Linked DNA regions of Mus musculus: region 1 is linked to region 2. The links are chromatin contacts, called in public Hi-C maps. All regions are on one chromosome and are shown on one strand. Each heading gives the region's core, a stretch centred on a gene start, on an enhancer-like site or on the middle of the called end of the contact. The rest is flanking DNA. Distances are from core to core; before and after follow the strand shown.

What was found. Hi-C and Micro-C count contacts between places; a contact is called where the count stands out from the background.
Region 1: a Hi-C map of bone marrow shows a contact between it and region 2, with 1.8 times the contacts expected there. The contact joins two enhancer-like sites. A contact is called at or near these places in 2 of 15 datasets of contacts at CTCF or cohesin (CD8 T cells and the NIH/3T3 cell line), 13 of 484 Hi-C or Micro-C datasets (the C10 cell line, CD4 T cells, CD8 T cells and 10 more), 1 of 115 datasets of contacts at active chromatin or transcription factors (bone marrow-derived dendritic cells) and 3 of 9 other capture datasets (adipose tissue, liver and pancreatic islet).

Annotation. Positions count from the first base shown.
Region 1 is chr16:77,083,323-77,086,126 of GRCm38.p6, forward strand. Usp25 (ubiquitin specific peptidase 25) reads left to right here. Exons shown (of 24, transcript NM_013918.2): 17 at 427-627. Among named protein-coding and RNA genes, the nearest start is that of Usp25, 71 kb to the left of the region's middle. Within about 2 kb of position 1,524, at least 25 of the 459 cell types and tissues checked have an H3K27ac peak or open chromatin away from gene starts, as enhancers often do. A contact at or near this core is called in bone marrow and granulocyte-monocyte progenitors, where this site is marked.
Region 2 is chr16:77,040,001-77,043,182 of GRCm38.p6, forward strand. All of the region lies in intron 3 of Usp25 (ubiquitin specific peptidase 25), which reads left to right. Among named protein-coding and RNA genes, the nearest start is that of Usp25, 28 kb to the left of the region's middle. Within about 2 kb of position 1,696, at least 20 of the 459 cell types and tissues checked have an H3K27ac peak or open chromatin away from gene starts, as enhancers often do. A contact at or near this core is called in bone marrow and granulocyte-monocyte progenitors, where this site is marked.

The sequences.
Region 1 (2,804 bases), core at 274-2,773, 43 kb after region 2:
TAACATAAAAAACGGTTTTAGTTCTACTTTGAGCTTAACATAGTCAGAGATTGCTTCTGACTTTGGTGAAACAGTTATTTCCTGCATAATCAGACTTTGGATATTTTCTTATAATAGCAAAGTGAGGTTAGGCTCATGTTAGAATCACCAGACATTTTAATTAATTCTGTATTGCCTCTCCTTGCTACTCTTCAGACTCTAGGAACTTATCAGAAACCTTCGACTCATTTTTCTAATAGTTATGTCTTTGTTTTTCTGAGCACTTTTAGACTTTTTAAGAAAATGTAGGTAATGTTTGCTATGGTGACTGTATGTAATAATGAATAGTATATAGTTTATATGCCACTTGAAATGCATTCTATTTTGAACTTTGCATTTTTCCGTGACTTCTTAATTTTATACTAGTTTTTGAAATATGATTTTCAGAGGAGTTTAATAAAGAGACTGGGCAGGCCCTTGTTGGAATGGAAACCTTACCTCCAGACTTGAGAGACTTTGTTGAGGAGGACAACCAGCGCTTTGAGAAGGAACTGGAAGAATGGGACACGCAGCTTGCCCAACGATCACTGCAAGAAAAGCTGCTAGCTGCGCCGAAACTGCGGGAAGCAGAGGCTTCGGCCACCACAGGTTTGTCTGCTTATTAAGTTATAGTTTATAGTAGGGTAATAGCATTTATTTTTATTGTGTTTTATTATAAATTGTGCTCACTGTTATACACAGTGGTAGGACCTTGTGTTCTACACCCATTTAAAAAAAAAAAAGGAAAGAATAATGTTAGTCAAAGTAAACATTTAAAACTCTTCCAAGCAAATGGTATATAGGCCATTAATGTTGGCACATGTAAGAAATCAAAGCATGAAGTTTAACTACAGTCAAGTATGAAGAAGAAGTAGAAGTTAGCAAACATCTAACTCTCAGGATGACCGCAGGCCACAGTTTCCTTAATCACTGTAGACACTAAGACTCCTCTCTGTGCTTGGAGTCGTCTATTCTCCTTTTGACAGGAAGCTGTAATAACTGTGATTAGGAAAGACACAAATTGGCTTTTCTGAGTCTATTAGGAAACAGCTCTCAACAGACAATATTAATATACTCACAGTTATTGCATAATACTGGAATTAACAATTCAGTTGGTTTTTTAAAAAATTTGAGTTTAGTTCAGTATAGTTAGGGCCATGTGATCAATACCTAATGTTTAAAAACTATAGAAGGATTTTAGTCAAAAATAAACATTTAAAATAACGTCCAAGTTAAAAATTATATATAGACCAATAAAAGTGGCAAATGTATAAAAAGTATAAATACTAGAAAATGTAATTCTTAAATATTACCTGATAAAACCATTAAAATATTCAACATAAGTGATAAATTCAACACGGTGAGATTTTAGGAAAATTGAAGTTAAAATATCTTTTAACCATTTTTATAAAAATTAATTACAAATTTATCTTAGGGCCATACATTCATTGCTGTGAAAGTTCCATTTTTCTGAACTGGATAGGGAATTGAGGAAGTAAAAAGTACACTTAGATAAACTCTGCAAACTAGGGGGGAAAAAAGGGATACATATGTCTGTCTGTCTGTCTCTCTCGACTCTGACTACAAGTTTATCCCTAACTCATGCCCTTTGCCCAGGATCTGCGTGCTCTGGTCTTTGTTTTAAAGGAATCATTTGGGGAAGGTTGCTTGCTTACCTTCATCTTTCACAGAGGTATTTCATCGTAGCACCCTCTGTGTAGGTTTTAGCTTTCTCACTTTGAACATTAAACAGAATTACTTATTTGTTAGGAAATATTTACTACTCCATTACAGCTCTGTGACTGATGCAGGCATGAACAGGTTTAGACAGACTTCTTTTGAAATAAGTTGATCAGTTAATTTATTGATACTGAAGAAATATATAAGTTAGAGGCTCTAAAAGACAAAGATAAAAATATTATACCAACAAAAAGTCCAGTATTTAGGTATGTAAGTATCGGATGCTCTGTGTGACCATATAGTGCTATTAGTGGCCAGTGAGCTTTGTCATGGTGCAGGATGGTGTCTCAATGGCTTCCTTGTAGAACATATGAGCAAGGTGGATTTGCAGCATTATAGTTTCAGTAACTACCAAGGGATGTCTTGGCTCCAATCTTTTTTTTTTTTTTTTTTTTTGCCAGTTCTATTCCTTTAATTTCTTCCTTGGTCTTTTGTATAAATCATTCTAATCATTTCCTAGAACTTAGCCAATTTGATTTATGCACACTCCATCCACATGTGATTATTCTTCTTACTATTAGGAGGCAAGGGCTGCATCATTGACCCAAGTGATAGGATCTAAGTGTGCAGGCACAGCGACCCTCCATTTATTGACCTCCAATGTTTTTCTTGATTAACCTACATTTTGTGATATCAAGACATAACATTTCAGACATTTTCTGCCTCTGTAAAATTAGACTCTAAATTTAAGGGTAGCATTTTATTTTCATGGCAAACTATACACATCCTGTGTTCATCCTCCAGCCCACCCACCTTATACATTGTCACCTTATCTTTCTCCATGACAAACGTCATGTCTCTGTGATCCACGCACTGTCTTTGTGATCTTTCTTTCCTACTAAGAACTTTTGTGTGTTTTGAAATTTTAGAAATTCCATTTTAATTTTTGAATATGTTTCTTTTTAATGTGTAAAATCAACTTGATAATAGTGGAGGCATATTGTTTGAGGGGAGTCAAAATAACGAATATATAAAGAATATAAATCTTTAGTTCACATACATCTCTGCAGGATGGGGCTGAGGTTTGAGAACAGCTATACTGTGAG
Region 2 (3,182 bases), core at 446-2,945:
ATTATTACTTTCTTCCTTCTCCTTAGCCAAAGCTTGAGTGTAAATGAAGTCATGTTCCCAGCCTACTGGCCTCAGTACTGGCAAACATTTTTTTTTTACTCTGTATTAAATACTCCTATGTTCAACGCACATGTTACTGCCTTGATACAAGTGCACATATAACCACTTGTGCTCTATCCCTCCTTTAGAGAAGAAGAAACAGTGATGCTTTCTAGCCAGGCCACTTGGTGCTACGATTGAGTTTTCAGTTATGCATCTTTTGACAAACAAAGGCAATTAGAAGTTATGTTCCTTGATATGAAGAACAATTATATTTGGGTCCATTTCTGTTATACTGAAGAATTAATTTACCTTTTCAATTCTTTTAAAAGTGGACCCATCTCATAGTTCTAGTTTTACTTTTTATATTTGAGTGAAAAAAATTATAATTTCAAGGACACTTGTACTCTGAACTTCAGAGTTACTGAACTGGGTGCCCATTGGTAGCATTTGCTATTGTAATTTAAAACTGTGGTGTATTCCGGGAGAAGGCTCAAGTTATTTGCCATATAATTAGCAAAAACTCTAGACCTATTCATAACTTGGATAATCCTGACCTACGTTAGCATGCACAATGTCAAAGGAATGCCTCCAGCTTTCAGCTTACATTGGGAATGAAATTCCATGAGATCATGGCAGTATCATCTACTGCTGCAGAGTATACTGCCCAGGTATGGGGGTCCGAGTTTGAAATCCCTAAATCCACATAGAAAGCTTGTGTAATTCCAGTGCTGTGGAAGGCAGAGACAAGAGGATCACTGGTCCTTGTTGGCTTCCAGCCTAGATCAGTTTAATGATAGACCCTGTCTTAGGGACTAGCCTGGGATGGAATTGGCGAGTATACCTGACATGTGCCTCTGACCCTCCCACATAGCCAACTAAATTAGACTAAACTACAGTGCACAGTATTGGCTATTATAATTGTACGTAAGAGTCAAAAGAGTAACTGTCATGGTTTTGGGTCTTGGCACATACTGTTTTAGCCATGACTTTTACAAAGGGTTTTGCCCAGCTTGAAACTTAATATTAACACTTTTATACCACACCTATTAAATTGTTTTAAACTTTTTCAAAATAGGACAAAATCAGTATATGTCCACCAGAGCAAGATGCACCACAGTTGAGCAATCAAAATGTGGATCAAAAGATAAGAGGGATTTGGGTAGGTAATCATTCCGTAGAAAGTAATATGGCTTTATTTACCTTTAGAGAAACTGACACAATGCTTTGACACAGGTTCTAATTAAGTACTATACTAGACTCTTCAAACACTTGAATTGCTATAGGTGTCCTCCCTTTATGTAAGCGGAACTGTGTACCCTGGAACTTAGGGAACTGTCGGTTGCTTGGCCAAGGTTGCTTATAGCTTAGATGGTGGTGGGAGCAGAGTTTGTGTTCTCACCTCTAAGGATACTTACCTTTTCCCATTCCTCACAGTTGTAAAAAAGCAACTTTAGGTAGGAAAACAAGAAATCAATTCAATGGAAGTTACAACTCTTGTCTAGAAGTTTCCGTTGCATGAAACTATATTGGCTATTCACCGACAGCCAAAGTTAGAGATAGGTTAGGATGGTCTGAAGATGTAGCTGATGAGATCCACCAGGGCGTGGAGAGCCAGTTAGGTAATAGATGTGGACTGTGGAATGGCCTGGATAACTTTCTAAATTCATTGCATTCTTTTGCAAGTGCAGCTTCTGTTTTCTAGGCCTGTGCAGTGCTCAAGCACTACAGTGCATTACCGTAATACTTACAGTAGCACTACAGTGCATTACCGTAATACTTACAGTAGGGAGGAACTGGAGAGTGTATGTCTGTTTATATAAAAGTAGTTTGTAAATGTGTTGCTTTTTCTGTCCTCTTTGTAGAAGATGGGAACATATACTCATATCTTATTACCGTCACTACACATAGCCCACTTTTAAAATTCAGTTTCATATTTGGGTGTTAAATTTCATATGTTTTGGTACATACATACAGATTTTCAATAATTTTAGGGGCCTTTGTAAGCCGTTGAAAGATACAATGTCTGCTTGTGGAGGGTAGTGCGGAAGGGGAATGCGAGGTCTCAGAAGTTGACAAAGAACAGAATTGCCGGGCCAGGATGGCGACATGGGTGTGGCTGTGGTTGGGACCAGGAGCTGCTATTTTAGGCTCTGTCCTTAGAGAAGGCTTCTTGGGTGAGGTGACATTTGAACAGAGACCTGAGGGAGGCGAGGAAGGGAGTCACAGGGCTGTGTGAGGAAAGTGAGTGCCAGCCCAGCCTGTGACAAGATGGGGTTTGGCTCTCGGCATGACCAGTGACAGCAGGTGCTGAAGCTGGACTTGGGAGATTCCCCGAGGTCTCATCTGTGCCTTCCCGTCTTAGGGGGCTCCGGTCCTTGGGGTTCCCCGAAAACAAGCGGTGCAATGTACAGTTCTGGTTTTGCATTCCAACTTGTTGCTTCAACTCTCCTCGGATTCATTTCTCCTTCTTTCCTCTCAGTCCTGGGGATGAAACCCCAGGCCTTAGTACATGTGAGGCAGCCTTCTAACAGCCTTTGGATCACCCAGGTCTCCTCAAGTTCCTGTTCAGGGTTTTCCTACTCAACTGTCCCCCTTGAGCCTAGGAGTCTTTATTGGTGACAAATATAAAATTCATTTATCACACAAAATACAACATTCCCCTGGACTTAACTTCATGTAGATAAAGACATAATGAAAACATTCATTTCTCCTTTGCAGATTAAAATCTTTGCATTGTCATTCAACTAGACTTTGGGTTAAATGATGTACTTGTAAACAAACTTAATTTTTTGTTTTGTTTTGTTTTTTCGAGACAGGGTTTCTCTGTATAGCTCAGGTTGTCCTGGAACTCACTTTGTAGACCAGGCTGGCCTGGAACTCAGAAATCCGCCTGCCTCTGCCTCCAGAGTGCTGGGATTAAAGGCATATGCCACCACGCCCGGCTACAAACTTAAATTTTAGAATGTATTTTCATGATGAAGTGAATTACAAACCATTCAAGGACTGAAAGTGTGTGTAAAACCCCATAGGATACATGTATTTGGGATGCAGAGAAACATATATGTATATATAATATGTATATCAATTTCATGGTAGTTTCTTAGAGAGTAAACATTTATAAATGAGAGGATCATGTGCTG